Regions from separate parts of the Triticum aestivum genome. Here region 2 is linked to region 1. The links are chromatin contacts, called in public Hi-C maps. All regions are on one chromosome and are shown on one strand. The core of a region is the stretch at or near the end of the contact, and the rest is flanking DNA. Distances in the headings are between cores, read along the strand shown.

Evidence for each region. Hi-C and Micro-C count contacts between places; a contact is called where the count stands out from the background.
Region 2: a Hi-C map of leaf shows a contact between it and region 1, with 4 times the contacts expected there. The contact joins the enhancer-like site here to the promoter of LOC123130847 in region 1. A contact is called at or near these places in 2 of 5 Hi-C or Micro-C datasets (both in leaf).

The regions. Positions count from the first base shown.
Region 1 is chr1B:451,701,798-451,707,942 of IWGSC CS RefSeq v2.1, forward strand. LOC123130847 (7-hydroxymethyl chlorophyll a reductase, chloroplastic) reads left to right here and starts at 1,664. Exons shown (of 18, transcript XM_044550653.1): 1 at 1,664-1,941; 2 at 2,017-2,198; 3 at 2,274-2,382; 4 at 2,481-2,565; 5 at 2,672-2,713; 6 at 2,850-2,928; 7 at 3,288-3,339; 8 at 3,418-3,480; 9 at 3,569-3,666; 10 at 3,875-3,910; 11 at 3,988-4,049; 12 at 4,155-4,182; 13 at 4,282-4,361; 14 at 4,451-4,520; 4 more. The coding sequence starts at 1,839. The coding sequence ends at 5,249.
Region 2 is chr1B:451,842,070-451,848,236 of IWGSC CS RefSeq v2.1, forward strand. No RefSeq gene overlaps it. Among protein-coding and RNA genes, the nearest start is that of LOC123092553, 6.5 kb to the left of the region's middle. Within about 2 kb of position 2,207, at least 1 of the 8 cell types and tissues checked has an H3K27ac peak or open chromatin away from gene starts, as enhancers often do. A contact at or near this core is called in leaf, where this site is marked.

The DNA.
Region 1 (6,145 bases), core at 414-2,913:
AAACATGATCATAGTCCCGAGTTACCCTAGGAGCCTATTTCTCAGTTGCGGCTCTCCCCAAAGCGCCTGAAAAGGGTAGTGAGCGAATGTATCGGGCCCGCCGTATATAAGGCAGACCAAAGGATCCCCCGATGGGGCAAAAAAACGTTCAGGACTGATCACCTCACAATGACCACTCTATCCGCCACCAAAAAAGTGGGATGTAACCACCGAAACATATTTCGTCAATTATCCCCTAGATCTCCGGCGACCACCACAATAATGATGCAGTGCTTTAGGAGTTTTCTTAGCAAAACCAAGACATATTTCATGTTCTAAAAAATGTAGTTTAGTGTTCTCAAAAGGAAAAAAAACAAGGTAGTTTGATGTTTTTAATAAGAAAATAAAATAAAATAAAAGGCGAGTTGTAGGGCTTTCCTGCCTTTTTTTAGAAATACCGTAGAGATGTTTTTAAAACATTTGTAACTCTATTCAAACTCAAAACCATTACAGATACATCGCTTTCGATGCAAAACCTAAGAAATTGCAAAGTAACTGTCACAACTAAGAATTATAATAAAATCTCTTGGGTGACATCTTCTCAGTGGTATTGATCTTTGCAAGTTAAAATACAGTCAAGACTTTAGTAAAGAGACTGCAATTGGACTGGAGCAGCGCTACTTCTACTTGTTCACTTGCATGGACTGGATTACGAATAAAGGTTTCTGAAAGCCCCTTGGTTCACCCATCTAAAAAGATAGCCATGAGCAATGAACGTGCTTGGGACGGGATTATCCGCTAGAAGTGCATGCGGTTGAACCACAAAAGCTTCACCATAATGTCGAGGAAAGATTCCATCTCCACAAAAAATCAAATCAACAAAAGCAACATGACATAATAATATAAAGTCATCATATCTGAATAATCAGCTCTGCGAAACTTTGTGTCTTCATGACACCACCACAAAAAAATGATGTAACTTGTTCATAAAAAGACGAAGATGACCAAATGTTGCTCAAAACTCTGAAACTCTTGAAGACATGAGATCTCCCACCTCCTAACACGAAGATGGCATCCGGAGGCGGCGAGGGGGCCAGAAATTCCTCGAGGCACGACTGCTGAGGTTCCTTTCTCAATCCATTTGTCACGCTTCAGGAGGAGTGGTCTTCTGCGGTCCAATTATAACTTGAAGCTACAGTAATGGGCTAAAGGTAAACGTCGATGCTGCTGTCAGTCGGAGTGGCAGACACGGGGCGGTAGCGGCTATCAGGAGGAGCAAGGATGGAAGCTTTGAAGGGGTTTCTATTGTTGCTTTTCCCATAGTGACCGATCCAGCTACGTTGGAGTCCATGGCGGTCCGGAAGGCCTGGCCCTCTCCATGGATCTAAATAACCCGAGAGTTTAGCTAGCTTCAGACTGCAAGAATGTGGTGCATGAAATCAAAGAAGGAAGCAGCTCAAGTTATGGTGCAATTATCCGCGAAATCAAGTTAGGTGTTAGTGCTTTTATTTCATGTAATATAGTTCATGAACGTCGGAGCTCGAATTTCGAGGCTCACAATCTAGCGAAGCATGCGTTATATTTGGGGCCAGGCCAACATGTATGGTTAGGCCAGCCCGGGAACCTTCCCTCCGTTCCTGTGAATGTGGTGATGATTTAATAAAGCTTTGTGTGATTGTCTAAAAAAAGTAATGGGCTAAAGCTGAATTTTCTTCGCACATCTGCATTGTGTTTGTGTGGACGGAAACGTGTAAGCCCACCCGCGACGAGTCCAGCCAGCCACACGATCTTATCGTCGTCCACGAGCGGCTCCTGCCTCTCTCACAAGCCGCGCCTGCCCGCCCCGCCGGAGCAACGGCATGATCGCCATGGCTGCGCGCTGCTTCTTCTACTTCTCCCCTAAACCCTGCCTCTCCTTCACCCCACGGTGCTCCTCCTCCTCCTCCTCCCCGCCAGCGCCAGGTTGGTTACCTACCTAAATCCAGTCCATTCCTGGCAGTACATACAACCTGAATCGAATCGAACTGAGTTTTTCAGGGGGGAAGGGAAAGGGGAAGGCGCTGAGGGAGGACTGGCGAGAGAAGTCCAAGCCCATCCCTCCCGGAGGCGTCTACCCGGCCAAGGACAAGTGCAGCCGCTGCGGCCTCTGCGACACGTACTACATCGCCCACGTCAACAACGCCTGCGCCTTCCTCGGGGACGGCATGTCCCGTGTCGAGGTGCCTCCATGTTTTTCTTCTTTGCATTGCATTGCTCTCCTACGGCCATTAACGCGTGGTTCGTGTTTCCCATAGGATCTGGAACCAGTGGTCCATGGGAGGGGCAGGAAGGATACCATGGATGAAATGTACTACGGGGTGCATGAGCAGCTCCTGTATGCCAGGAAAACGGAACCTGTTCAAGGTTTCAGTTACCTAACTCTCATTTCATTTCATCCCACCATGTGCATATGCAGCTACATCTTGCCAGCTTGATTTACCCCCATATATATACACATGTAGGAGCTCAGTGGACAGGAATAGTCACAACAATCGCAGTTGAGATGCTGAAATCAAATATGGTTGATGCCGTGGTTTGTGTACAAAGGCACCCAGACAAGAATCGGATACCAAATCATCATCTTTCCTTGCAATAACTCGAGAAAAACTCATGGACTTGACTAATGCTCTATATTTATTGCCACAATCTGCAGTGACCCAGACGATAGGTTTGCCCCAAGGCCTGTTTTAGCCAGGTATTGTGGAATTGATCAATTGTTAGTTTCATCAGTTGTTTTTTATGCACTTGGAATTGATCTATTGTCAGTTCCATCATTCCCATTCTTGATGTTATGGAAGTAAGATTCAGTATTTTTAACCATGCTCTGCTAGGACACCAGAAGAAGTGATTGCAGCCAGAGGTGTCAAGCCGACATTATCACCTAATCTCGATACACTAGCCTTAGTGGAGGTAAATCTGTCTTCTTCTTCTTCATGCTATATACTTTGCCATTGTTGCTAGCTGCTGTATCTTGTGATCTTATCTCCCTTCTCAACCTCTGAAAACAAATCACTGATGATGACAGATATCTGAAGTAAAGAACATAAGCTCTTTGAACATGAACTTGGACTTGTTTGTTCAGAGATTTGCATCTATACCCCAATTGTAGGGACTGAAAATTTATGTCAACCAATTCCCTTTCCAGTTCTGGAAGCACTTTAGGTGCTATCGCCAAAGACTTTACACTATGACGTCATGATTGTTGCCTCATACACCCTGTTTCTGAACAACTCTCTGAAAACTAGGAGTTTCATGATTTCCTTTCACAGGCAGCTGGTGTAAAGCGTCTTCTCTTTTGTGGTGTCGGCTGTCAAGTGCAAGGTATTATCATTCTTCTATTTCTACCGTTGGCGGTTTATCATATCTCACAGTTATCGAACGTGAAATTATTGGCCGCAGCTTTGAGATCTGTAGAGAAGTACCTTGGCTTGGAAAAGCTTTATGTGCTTGGCACAAACTGTGGTAACTACTGATGATCTCCCGACTTCTGATTACTGTCTTGCATGTAATATATATTGGAGCTTTGGCTTATGCTAGTGAACATTCCCAGTGGACAATGGTACTCGTGAAGGACTTGATAAATTTTTGAATGCTGCAAGCAGTGAACCAGAAACTGTTCTACATTACGAATTTATGCAAGACTACAAGGTGAAACTTAATTTGAAACAGTTGTTACTCTTTATCCCATTTTGAAACAGTTTCATTTATGTGAGTATCATTTACTTCTACAATCAACAGTTCAACAATCATTTTTAGTATCTATTTCAAACATATGGATCTAATGGAACAGTTATGATTGTTTTCCTTTCCCAATTTCGATACATGGTAGTGTTGTATAACTGTGAGCATATTGTAGGTTCACTTAAAGCATTTGGATGGGCATATAGAAGAGGTAAGCCACCTGCTTGTCTGTTATTCTACAGAACTGGGTCTCCCGAAACTGTCTCTTGATCGCCTACTCTAAAGCAGGTCCCGTATTTTTCCCTGCCAGCCAATGATTTGGTTGATGTCATTGCACCATCATGCTACAGGTATGCTATGCTCAGTGCAAAAATCCGTTGCTTTAGCTTATCCATAAAAAAGTCAGGTATCACTCTCAAATATCGAACTAATAGTTTTACTTGCACCATCTGCAGCTGCTTTGACTACACAAATGGCTTGGCGGTGAGGTTCCCCTTGTATATAGTTCTTCTTTCTCTTTCTATTCCAACAGTTTCTTCCTTTGCATATGGAAAACTAAAAGTGCCTGTTGCAAAAGCGCAGGATTTAGTGGTGGGCTATATGGGAGTACCGAAATATTCGGGCGTTTCTATGACTCAGCACCCTCAGTATATTACAGTCAGGTGAAGTGAGACAAATTTAACCAGCTAGCTGTTGGTGAGGAATCAAATTACTCAACAACGGGTTGATTTTCTTTCTTTCTTGTCATAAGGAACGAGCGAGGGAGGGAGATGCTCAGCCTGATAGAGGGCCTTTTGGAGAGCACGCCAACAGTTAGCAGTGTATGCACCCACGTCCATGCATAGAAGTGCACTTGTGTGCTGTTGGGTAGGATTCATTGTGTGATTTTTTTCGTGTCAACTGATGTTATTCTTCTTCAGGGTGCTAGACAACCATTCGTGATGGAGACAGTGAAAGCCGATGATGCAGCGAAAATGGGTATTTATATGAATATGGTGTTCCTTACTTTGCAGCAGTCAAACATTAGTTGCTTGGATCTGACTAAAATGTGATTCACTGGGGGTTGATTTTTCAGGAAAAGGCCCTTCTAATCCAGCTCCCATATTTGTGGGCAACATCATCGCCTTCCTGCTAAACCTGGTTAGTGAATGAGTGCTACATTTTGGATGGACTCAATAATGAATAACATGCATGATGAACCAACCGTTCATGGATGGTTTGTGCAGATTGGGCCCAAGGGCCTGGAGTTTGGTCGCTACTCTCTGGATTACCACACGATAAGGAACTACCTGTATGTGAACCGGGCATGGGGAAGGGCAAGGTACATATCGCTCTCTGTATTATATGCTCTCAACATACATTAATAATATTAATATATTTATATGTATGCATGTAGTAGTATATGTTAGGACGATATATATGGGAGTGTTAATGAATGGATCTCATGTTGCAGAGCGGAGCAGCATATGCCATCGTATGCCAAGAAAATCGTGGAGGCCTACAACAAGGACGGACGCATCGACTCCATGCTTGAGCAGAATAAACAGTGAAGTGTATTGTATCATACCTCCGCATATGCATATGTAGCACACACGGCCACACGATCCTTATAGATAGTATTAGCAAGCAAAACAAATAGTGAGTGCACAGCAGAAATATTTAGTTCAGACAGCGAGTGGTACGCGTTAGGGCTCAGGTTACTGATTTAGATCCTCCCCGACAGGCAGCAGGCTCAAGGATAAACTCCAATGATGCAATAGAATTTGTACCATTAGTCTCTTCACTTGGGTTGTCTGCCCGACAATTTCAAGGAAAATGGGTCCATTGAAGAGCCTTGTCTATACACAGATATGTGAACAAAGAAGATCAGTCCCGAAGAAGATCACCACTTCTTTGCTGCCAAATGAGGCATGTCTACAGACAGGTTATTGGAAGGCCAGGCTGTGTTGAATTTTTTATTTTTTTTTATGAAACAAGGCAAAAGATTTGCCATTTCGTTGATCAAGAAAGGAGGTTTGTGCTGAATATTGGGTTCTGAAGGGAACAATGTCTCTGTTAGCCCAAAATAGTGAGTAGCTAGTTCTCCGAGGATCAACCAAAGAGGATGCACGATCAGCTAGGTGTTACTGCACAAATATTCTACAAACGCACACATATACACTTGAACTGGAGTGCTACTAGTACTACTATGGAGGAGGCTGGTTGTAGTGGTAATACTACACTTCGATTTCTACTTGCTTTGGATCGGCCTTGGAGACAAGGGTGAAGCTCATAATCTCCCCCTCCTGGAACCGGACATGACCAAGCGCCTTTGTCGGGACGTCCGCCTTCTCGGGCTTTGAGTAGCCCGTACGCCCTGCTCGTGCTTTGCCACCAGAGCGAGGACCTCCTGCAAGTCCTCCCCCTGCGCTCTATGTAATCTTCTGCGACGAGCCGCACCTTGTGC
Region 2 (6,167 bases), core at 957-3,456, 140 kb after region 1:
ACAAAATATAATTAAGTTGGACTTTTGGTATGAAAGATATAATAGATTCAAATTTGAAAGGCGAAAGAAAAGACATGGGATGTGGGATGGGTGGAGCTACCAAAAGCTGCAAGAGGTGCACCCATAGACCCCATCTAAGATAATTAGGGGTTAAAACACATGCAAAGACCAAACCGGTTTTTTAATCACGAGGCTATTGGGCAGCCGCAAATGTGCGTGCCCCCGACCTTGGTGCTATAAATCCTCTCCTGCATGGATTTGAAATACAACTGTGATGTCATTGATATTACACCTATCTAAAAAACTTATGATTTGGTTTTTCATCTAAAAATCATACAATCACAAGTAGTCTGGATAGATTTTGGGTCGTAGGGTCGTGCATCTAGCACTTGCAGTGCATGGGTAGAGGTATCACTAGTACTCCCTCTGTTTTTATTTATTCTGCATATTAGTTTTGATTGATATAAATATTTACCATAACAAATCCATATAACGTGAAAGTGCATTCAATGATGAATTTAAAGGTATTGATTTGTTATTGTATAATGTTAATATTTTTGTTTATAAACTTTGTCAAAGTTTACAAAGCTTGACTTTGATCGAAGCTAATACACGGACTGAATAAAAACGGAGGGAGTACAAGTTTTAGTGCAGCAGCAGTCTGTTTCGTGCATAGTTATTCCAAAAGGAGGTGTGGTGGTCATGTGCCGGCACCTCAAAGAGACTGTTCTTTGGTTAGTACTTTAGTTTTGAAAATATCTCGCATGGTCTACTCAATTCAGCTGGAAAAAAGTTGAAGCAAACAGAATGGTGCTCGTGATGACAAGAACACGGACCAAAGAACACCAAAATGAGAAGACACTTCAGATATGGAGCAAGATTAAGCCGCCACGGGACTGGCTAACAGTGTCTTAGTAAGGTGGCCTTTTCCCGCTGACCTTTGCGATTAGTCAGTTTCAATGTTCCATCCATAAACTGATTTAGCGGCAATAATATTTAGCCCCACTAACATATTTGACCCGCCTCAATAATTAAATACAATAAATCATATGTACTTTTAATTTCAATTCTCATATTATTCATCCAAATATTTATGTTCAAATAATTAAATATTATCAAAGTGGAGTATATTGCAACCAATACCAGATGAAACACGCGAGGTATCATCTAGTAGTGATAAAGCTCTGATCACTAAAGCATTAGGGGGGAAAGATGATCCAGTCATGGGGCTCTCAAAGATTACACTCCGTCTTTCATCGCATTTACTATTTGTCACGTACGTGAAAATACATTATGTACCACTTGATTTGAGCGTTAGCGTCGAGCCCGAAGTCGGTGTTGCCCCGGCGAGCCTAGCGAGACGCGTAGACGACAAGGGCTCCAACGGGAACAACACGACAACAGTGTCCGAGGTAGAAGAGACTCGGAAGTTGACTGGTTCAAATGCGGGGAGGTTGCCGGCGCTCGAGAAGAACGTGAGGTAGGGAGGATTGGGGGAGGGCTTAGAGGGATAGCCTGGGCGGCGACAACACACAGTGAACAACGATTCAGGGGAGAGCAGGAGCAATGAGGCGAGCACAATAGCGCCGCCGGCCACGGCGGTAGCAAGCAGTTAGGCCCTCATCGATTGACGATGCAAAAATGAAAAGAACGAAGGAAGAAGAAAACCAGTGTGTGGGTGAGGGTGATTGTCGGATGAAGATCCAACTGGCTTTTTCAGCTATCTAACAAATAGGCCGCCCAATGTTCATCCTCCCAAACATAGAGAAACAGATCAACAAATCTTTTATTCAATACAATTAATATTTTAAACGCTCTTATATTTTTTTACAAAGAGAATATAGTATAATTACTCAACTAGCACAAGGGTGGTATACATACATAAATTTGTTTCTCGATGCCGGCATATATACCCCACGGCTGTATTTGACCGGTTGCAGTTGCAGGATCATTTCAACCATTCATCTAGCCCCTGAACTTTGACAGCGTCCTTACAAACTTACCAAGTGGTGGCGCGAAAGCCCCCGCGTCGATGACGAACTGAACGAGCTCCACGGACCACGGCAGGTCCAGATAAAGATCGCACGAGATCTACGGCCGTGCCTTTACAGAAAGCGAGGATCCCGCGCGTGCGCGCGTGGGTCCGCGCGGGGCTCATTCCGCCGGGAGCCGGTGCGCGCGCTATTGCGTAGAGCACAATGGCGCGAGTAGAGTTGACCGGGAGCGAGCGAGCGCTGGTGCGAGGTCGGCCAGTAGAGGGGCTTGGCCAGGTCAGGTGGAGGCGCGTCGCCGTCGTCGAAAGCTACGGGACTTCGCTTCGAGAATGCTACCGGGTTTGGCTGGGGCTGCGTCGACCTAACCTCGCGCGCGCGGACCGATTTGTGGCTGCCGATTTGGCTCGGCGCCAGTAGTTTACTACTAGGTGTGTGGAACTGCTGTTACTGAGCTGGTAACGTGTGGCTTGAGTTTTGCCGATCGATTGTGTCTGTCTGTCTTATCTGATCGATCGCCGACTTACCTAGTTACGCGAGTGTTCTTTCATAGTACTAATAGTACGTTGCTTGCTTGGTTTACCTGGATTCGTTGCTACGGTTTTGGCCACACGCTTTGAATGGACCTCTCTCACACAGTGTTTCCCACTTATGACTTCTCTTACACAATGTTTCATACTCCACATGAAGGCATCATCTTCATCCTCCGTCGATGCAACACTCTTTAGTGTGGCAGGAAAAAAATGGCGGGAGAGAATGGCGACAAAGAAAATGGCGGAAAAGGAAATGGAGGGAAAAAGATTGCGGGAAAGTATTTTTTTTTCATGTATAAACGGCAATGGTTGTATTATAAGGCACTTTTAAATATAAACTCCTATGAAGCTCAAAACAAGTTTTCTAGTAGGATAAAAGAAATAAAATACATAAAAAAAGTACAAATAAAATAGCTACGGATAACTAAACAGAAACAAAAAGAATATGTCAAAAAAACTAAAGAAAACAATTTAAAGCAATTAAAATTAAAAGAAATAGCACAAAACCTATAAAACACTAAAACAGAACTGTTTCCATAAAAACCTAATTTTAAATAATTATAAAAATCACCAATTAATTACTACTAATAAAGAAAAGTCACAAAGAACCAGTAGCAAAAAGAATCATCTGAAAAAATACTCCTAGCTCAAATTATAGGCGATCTAGTGATTTGAGCAAATTCATGAAAATTCAAATTCAAACTTTCAAATCTAGTCAAACTTGATATCTACAGAAACTTCATAAAGTTTCTAATCTAATGCAAAAAGAATCAAATTAAAATTCTAAGAATCCTAATAGATATGAATTTTCTAAAATAATAGAGCAGGTGTTGGCCGAAGACCATTTTTCAGCCTCCTGGTGGCCGAAGAGGGACTCTTTGGCCAACTGTTGGCCGAAAAATCCTTTTTGGCCAACGGTTGGGCGAAAAATCCCTCTTCGGCCAACAATAGGCCGAAAAGTCCCTCTTCGGCCAACAGAAGGCCGACGGGGTGATACTTTTGATTTTTCTGCATTAGGGTGTATAGTTTCCAAATTTGCTATAAAAATCATCATAGTTTCAAAAAAAATCTCAAGTTATTCTTCCGTAGGCGAATCAAATGCTTACGTGTGAGTTCTCAGCCGTGGTGGTGCTTGTGGTTGGGCTGTGTGCTCCTGATTGTGCATGTCTTGGGTGGACCTTGGCATCTCGACTAAGCTGTCAGAGTGTTGCGGTGGTGGCGGAGTGGTCAACTTGGACGATGTGACCTTAATCCAATGAGAAAGGATGGAGTTGTGTGGCGACTCGAATGAAATTCCTGCTTGTACTTAGTCGGTGCTGACGGCGATGACGCTCGTGGGTGTCGTTCCCCTCCTTGGAGGCGTCGCCAAGATGTGTCGGCATCTCCCTCGCTCGCTCTCGGGATTGGTAGTTGTCTTTGGGAGAAAGCCTACGTCCGAAATTGAATCGGCGCGATGGTGGCGTTTTAACGTTGCTTCTTTGTTGGAAGCATTGTGCTTGAAGACACGGTCTTGAGGTTTCGTGTTGAGCTGCTTCTGGTGCTCGCCGTTGTTCAAGATGATCTTCAACGGCGCAATGTACGTCATCGCCGGTGAGTCCAAGACAGTGGCATTAGTGGACCGATCAAGGTCCGCCATCTACTTGCCACCTCCTCTTAGGCATCAAGGGTGGATGGTGCGTCGACAAGGCCAGAAGCGAAGTTCAGTCGGAGTTGATGTTCTCTTCAAAGGTGAACGGTGTTGGTCGAGACGCGTTGATGTTGCTCTGTCTTAGATCGCTCTTTTTGCTTTGTACTTGTGTTGTCGATGGTAGCTCTCTTCGGACTAGCCCTGGTGTGGAGTCTGCTATGCTCGTTGTTCGCAACAAGTTAGTCATCTTCTATTTGAAATTCCACCTTCTATAAAGATATGATATGCATTCACGTACTCTTGAAGAAAAAATGCTTACGACGCCCAAGGCGTATCGCGGCATTGTCGACTACACATGTCGCCCGATTGACAATTGCATCTTCACTGTCTTGTGCTGTCAGCCCATGCTCATCCTTTGGCATAGTTTAAAAAACCGAACCGATAAGATTGTTGGTTCAGATTTTTATCAAACAGACCGCCTTATTGTTGAAATTTGATGCCTTCTAGTCATGAAGCACGGTGAGCACTAGTGGCTTTGCACGCTCGCTTGAAACCGGGAGGTTACGTGCACCCTATTTTTCTAGTCCGGTTTTAATATATAGAAAACGACCGGTTTAGCCAATTCAATTGGTTTTCTTTGGTCCATTGCATGAACGGTCTTTTTGGCTTAAAAGACCAGCTGCTTCTAGTTTTCCAGTGGGACTGCCGGTCCCTTCCGGCATTTTAAACTATGCCTTTTGGGCACGGCTATACCTCTCTTCTAGGGAGACCGAGGGGAAGCATCGCGTGCCTCGCGTGAGTTGGGCCGGCCCAGGCGCGCATGAGGCCACAACCTCGTTTTTTTTGGCCTTTTCACTTTTTGTTTTAGTTTTTCTTTTATTTTTTCCTTTCTATATTTCAAATATTAAAATAAGTATAATAACAAAAATACTTTACATGATTTTTTTAAAATGTTAATCAAGCATTTAAAAAATGTTAAATGTGTGCAGGGAAAAAATTTCTCATATATATGAAAATGTATACAAAAAATATTCAATGCGAGTGAAAGAAAAATTTAAAAATCTTAATCCAAGCATTTAAAAAAATGTTAAACAAGAATTTCAAAAAATTAATCAAGTATTTGGAAAATGTAAATGTGTATAGAAAAATATTGACGATGTATTAAAATTTTGTTAAACTTGTAGTTGAAAAATGTTAAATGTGTATAGAAAAAATATTGATCATGTAAGTTAAAAATGTTAAACTTGTACTCGAAAAATGTTAATCAAGCTTTAAAAAATGATAAATGTGTACAGAAAAATCTTGACCATGTATTTAAAAAATGTTAAATGTGTTTGGAAAAAATGATGACCATGTCTTAAAAAATTGTTAACCTTGTATTTGGAAAATGTTAAATGTGTATTAGAAAATTTATTAGATATAGAGAAAAAATGATTATAGAAGAATAGTGAAAACTAAGAGAAAACTGATGAAAAACAAGAAAGAAGCAAAAAAACATAGAAAAAAGAAAGGAAAAAAGCCAATAAAAATCGAGATAGTAACAAATAAAACCAAAAGAAAAACAAGAAAAATGAAAGAAAAACTCAATGAAAACAAAGAAAGAAACGAAGAAAATCAGTAGAAAAACAAAAACAAAAAAACCCGAATAACCAGTGGAAAAACCATCTCTTTTCTCCCGCCCTAGGAGTTTAACAACAACTTGAAATTGAGGTATGCAAGACGACATAGCATCCAAGAGACCAAGGGTCGATTCTTGCTTCCTTTCTCTTTCTCTTTTCATTTCACTTAAGTTTGCGCTAATGGGGCTGGCCGTTACTTTGGACGCTTCAAGCGAGAGCTCCTTCTTTCTTGTTGTAGCCGAAAATATAGCTGTCACGCGTCCTTTTGAACTTTGTGTTGCTTTCTCTCGGTCGATGGGCCGACGGAGGAGCTATGGATGGAGTTCTGACGGTGCGGCCCATAACAAGAGAAAAGCTAAATGGGAATGGTACGCTACAGATGACATTCACTATTTGG